2 separate regions of the Macaca mulatta genome follow, and region 2 is linked to region 1. The links are chromatin contacts, called in public Hi-C maps. All regions are on one chromosome and are shown on one strand. The core of a region is the stretch at or near the end of the contact, and the rest is flanking DNA. Distances in the headings are between cores, read along the strand shown. Region 1 holds the start of CYP2U1 (cytochrome P450 family 2 subfamily U member 1). Region 2 holds the start of HADH (hydroxyacyl-CoA dehydrogenase).

Region 1 (2,537 bases), core at 23-2,522:
TTGGGGTGCATAAGCTTAAAATAACATGAAAAGCTTGTCAAAAAGAATATGAGAACAGAGTGGACTTGAAATTTAACATCCTACTGGCATCACTTGTTTATAGAAAAATAAAATGAATCATGTATTTATTTAGAGGATTCACTATGCTTTATTTGGTCACATTTTTATAGGTACAGCATGGTGTTCAAACTTTTCATGTATGGAGAAAAATGAAAAGGCTAGAAAAATGGCCCAGTACAGACAGTTCTATGCTCAACCCAACTTGAACAGAAACTACAGGATTTGGCCTAAACAAGACAGAAAGGGAAGCCCTTATCAGGAAAGCCATTATCTGGGAAGATTAAATAAAGTAAGACTTTGTTTTTAAAGTATTATACAATTCATATCCAATATTTCAACCTTAGCCTTTCAAGTGTTGTCTAACACCAATAATATTGCCACCCTTCCCTCAACCGGTTTTCTTTTTATATTTCTGGCTACTTAAATCCCCCAAGCAAATTCTGGTTTCGCTATTTCTGGATTTAAGTACATTTTCTGCTGCACCCAGGCCACACGCAGGAATGGACACAGCTTTCGCTCTCCGCATAGAAGTTTTCTAGCCCAGGGCAAGTTCTCAGAACGTGACTCCTGCCTCGCTGCCCACCCCTCGCTTCCCCCACTCCCGCCATCATCCCTTCCGCAGCGTCGGCTGCCGAGCCGACACCCACAGATTCTGCATTCCATGGCTTCCCAGCATCCTGCTGCCTCTGCGTGGAGAAAAGGGTGCTGCGAATCCCGGTTTGGATAAAGAACTACACCGAAACCTGCGGGAATATGGCGTTGACCCCATTCTCCCAGCTCAGGGTATAGGTGCTAAGGCCGAGCTATCTCACTGGCCTGCTCACCAGTTTCCCGCACTCAGCACAGATCCTAGCACGGTTTCTGCACTTCGTAACTACGCGTTTGCGTTTGTCAACTGACAAACGAGTGATAATCACAAACGAATGACACAAGCGAATCCAAGAGCCAATCAGAGCGCAAGGTTGTGTTGCCAGCATCCCAGTTTCAGGGACAGTCACCACCAGACCCGACCCAACAAAGGGGCGTAACGGGACTTCGGGGCAAACTTCAGGTTCCGCACCCGCTCGCCCGCCAACCCCCTCCGCCAGGCAGCCCGCGCGTCTCCAGGTTCCGCCCCGGCGTCACTGAATGGAGGCGGCGGGGAGAATGCGCGCGGCACAGCCAATCCGGGCGCGCTTCTACGGCCCCTGCCCGCCCCCGACCTTCCAGGGCACAGCAAGACACTGACGCCGCGGGGCAGGCAGCTGCGTGCGCGTCTCCTCCAGGCAGCAAGGGGAACCCGAGGCCGCCAGCGCCCCGACCATGTCCTCTCCGGGGCCGCCGCAGCCCCCCGCCGAGGACCCGCCCTGGCCCGCGCGCCTCCTGCGTGCGCCTCTGGGGCTGCTGCGGATGGACCCGAGTGGGGACGCGCTGCTGTTGTGCGGCCTCGTAGCGGTGCTGGGCTGGAGCTGGCTGCGGCGTCGCCGGGCGCGGGGCATCCCGCCCGGGCCCACGCCCTGGCCCCTGGTGGGCAACTTCGGTCACGTGCTGCTGCCTCCCTTCCTCCGGCGGCGGAGCTGGCTGAGCAGCAGGACCAGGGCCGCAGGGATTGATCCCTCGGTCGTCGGCCCGCAGGTGCTCCTGGCTCACCTAGCCCGTGTGTACGGCAGCATCTTCAGCTTCTTTATCGGCCACTACCTGGTGGTGGTCCTCAGCGACTTCCACAGCGTGCGCGAGGCGCTGGTGCAGCAGGCCGAGGTCTTCAGCGACCGCCCGCGGGTGCCGCTCATCTCCATTGTAACCAAGGAGAAGGGTGAGCGGGAGCGGGGGCCGGGGGGCGGGGGGCGTGGGCTGTGGGCTGTGGGTATGCGGATGCAGCGGATGAGTCTCCAGGTGCGCGGGGTCTGCAGTTCCTGTGCCCCTTCCGGCCGCGCGCCCCCAGCCTGCCTCACACCTGCATCCTGAACTAACAGGTGTTGCTGGCTGCGGCGCCTCCCCTTCCTGATGCCTTTAAGATCCCATCAAGTAGTGACGGACGCGTGACTTGTTCATACTCCAAGATCAGAAGTAGAAAAGTCATCCGGAGGTTGCGGGAGAATAATAGGGATAGCGGGAGGACAAGGTGGCAAGCCAGGTTCCATCTTTCCAAAAGTAGTCTTCCCTTCCACCAGCTGTGACCTCGGAGAGAAACTTTGGCCCCCATGTTAGAAAGAGGGAAGGATGTTCTTTTTACCTTGTGAGTTTCAAATGCAAGAATTTAAGATATTTTCCAATAAGATAAAAAGTCCAGAAAACACGGTAGAAGCCTATTACCAAATCTCAGGCGCTGGTTCATAGCCTCTGATTCCTGCGTATGGGAGTCTAAATTGGACATTTTTGCGGGTTGGAAAACGTGTTATCTGCTGCAATAAAATGTCCAATCTAACCTGTCTCTACCGTCCCCCTTTGTCTTATTGGCTGGCTTAGGTCTCTGACTTCTTTTCTGAGTCACTCCTATC
Region 2 (2,537 bases), core at 12-2,511, 58 kb after region 1:
TTTGTACACCAAATGGTGTTATTACAGTTAGAATAACAACATGAAGAAAGTATAATCACTCAACTAATTTGACATTGTGACTTCCATACTGAGACAAAACAAGGTTCTGGTCAATCTCTTAAAAATGAGAGGCTGAACCAAAGCAGGAAACTGTTATTAAATTAAATTTGGCCTAAAGTTGCCTCCCTACCTAGCAAAGTATAATCATACTTAATATGTAAATACACTGCAATGTAACTTGAGAGTATGTTCTTCTAACAAGTGGCCAAGTCTTGGCCAATCACAGCAGCGGAGCTTTTAGCCCGTTACAGGCTGCAAAAAAATCTGTCTATAAACGCTGCTTGCCCACTGTTACCGGCTGGAGCTCTCTGAATCTTTACTGATTCAGGGTACTACCTGATTCATGGTTTCTTCGCTCAGATAAACTCTGCTAAACTTAATTTGCTTAAAGTTTTTCTTGTTAACAATATTTAAACATAAAGCAAATAAATTAATAAAAATCCTATATCATTAAGTTACAGTAATTAGAAAGTATTCACCTGAGTGAGAAGACTGGCCAAGTTGCTATCAAGTCTTCCATTATTTGACAAGACATTTCTTTCTTATGCTTTCTAAAAGTATTGGTTATTCCACAAAGGTTGCTCTATGACCTTAAACCGTCCACATGTTCACTACACTGATAGACGTCCAATGTCAAGATGGGTAACTAAAAGTCAACTCTCCCTTTACCTTCCCTGAGCCTGATTTTTGCATTGGAACTCATGGGTCACTAGACATTTGTTTTGGGTGTTTGCAGTCTAAATTTCTTTCCTTTTTAGGGGAAACAATCACTGTTCACGGGATTAAAATAATCCCGAGTTGATTATTTGGTGACATCAACCAAGGGTGCACATTTTGGGTCCGTTACCAACACAGCCAAGCAGCACATATTTCTTCAGAGCCTAGATATGCACACGTCATCAAAGGATAGCATTTACAAAGTCAGCACGACTCACTTCATTGAACAAGGGGCCAGTGACTTTTCAGAAGAAGGGTCTGTTCTCGGTCCCACACCAGAACGCCAGGCGCCAGGTCCCGCTGCTCAGCAGGTCTCAAGCCCGGACTCACTCGGGCCTGCGGCTGCTGACATGACGAGCCCGCGCACGTATACCCGCTCAGCGCTGGGACTTTACGGCCCAGGCCAATGGGAGGAGCGGGCCTCAAGGCCCCGCCCCGCTGCCTGGTGACGTCACGGTGACGCCAGGGGAGCTCGGGAGGCAGGGCCGCGTAGGTCCCCACCCCCAAAGGCTGGCTTTCCGCTGCTACCCGCCAGGCGCATCTTCTCCGCCCGCGTCTCGTCGCTGTCGCCCCCGCTGCCACACCATGGCCTTTGTCACCAGGCAGTTCATGCGTTCCATGTCCTCCTCGTCCACCGCCTCGGCCTCGGCCAAGAAGATAATCGTCAAGCACGTGACGGTCATCGGCGGCGGGCTGATGGGCGCCGGCATCGCCCAGGTGAGCGGCCCTCTCTGCAGCGTGCCCACGCGCATGGCCGCCCACCCTGAGGTGGAAGCGCTGGCGCGACCGGCCGCGAGGGGCCTGCGCCAGCCCGACACCCGGGAGTTTTCACCCCGCCCCTCCCCGGTGTAGTTGAAATACCTCGCTTCTGGGCCTGTGAGGGCCCAAGTCTCACTCCCCTCAAAATTCAGGGTTCTGGGCCGATCCTTAGTTTCCTCGTTTGGAAAATTCTGGCCGCTCCCAGAGCCCGCTGAAGGTTCCGCGGAGAGTGGCGGTGAATGCATTTTGGAACCGGGCCGTGCGAGAGAAGAATTATATGTGCACAAGGTTCAGGCATAACGCGTTTGCTCCTGCTCGGCTCAAACGGGAGTTTGCTGCCAAAGACGTGAACTGCGATCGATCAGTTTTAATTTTATTTTATCAGTTATTTTTGATTTTTATTCTGTAATTGTGCAGTCTTTGTCAAAGTAGTTTTCTCTCCTAAACGGCCTCCCGGTTCTCCCCGGTCTTTCCTTCGCTTCCTGGGTTGTAAAGACTAGTAATAGTGATGACTTTTGTAACACTTGGTAAAGTCATCTAATGGAAGATTGCTGAGGTCCTGGTTTTGACCTTTGAAACAGTGCCGGCTGTGCAGAGTTCTGAGCTTGCGATTTTGGCTCTGCAGCAGAATAAGTCTCTCTCTCTCTTTTTTTTTTTTCTTTTTTTTTTTTTTTTTTTTTGTGTTTGAGTGGAGTCTCACTCTTTAACCCAGGCTGGAGTGCAGTGGCGCGATCTCGGCTCACTGCCACCTCCGCCTCCCGGGTTCAAGCGATTCTCTGCCTCAGCCTCCCTAGTAGCTGGGATTACAGGCGCCCCGCCCGGCTAATTTTATATTTTTAGTAGAGACAGGGTTTAACCTGGTGGGTCAGGCTGATCTCGAAGCCCTGACCTCAGGTGATTTGCCCGCCTGGCCTCCTGAAGTGCTGGGATCACAGGCGTTAGCCTCTGAGCCCAGCCGGAACAAGTCTCTTACCCGTTGTACATCTTCAGGACTTTTCCGT

Evidence for each region. A called contact is a pair of places that touch in the nucleus more often than the background predicts.
Region 2: a contact with region 1 is called in a Hi-C map of fetal cortex germinal zone, with 1.7 times the contacts expected there. The contact joins the promoter of HADH here to the promoter of CYP2U1 in region 1. A contact is called at or near these places in 2 of 14 Hi-C or Micro-C datasets (fetal cortex germinal zone and liver).

The regions. Positions count from the first base shown.
Region 1 is chr5:117,245,297-117,247,833 of T2T-MMU8v2.0, forward strand. It overlaps CYP2U1 (cytochrome P450 family 2 subfamily U member 1), which reads left to right and starts at 1,273. Exons shown (of 6, transcript XR_001444917.3): 1 at 1,273-1,852. The region is part of intron 1 of LOC114678375 (a long non-coding RNA gene); the gene reads right to left.
Region 2 is chr5:117,302,818-117,305,354 of T2T-MMU8v2.0, forward strand. HADH (hydroxyacyl-CoA dehydrogenase) reads left to right here and starts at 1,262. Exons shown (of 8, transcript NM_001261209.1): 1 at 1,262-1,494. The coding sequence starts at 1,363. It overlaps LOC114678375 (a long non-coding RNA gene), which reads right to left and starts at 1,161. Exons shown (of 2, transcript XR_013417263.1): 1 at 996-1,161.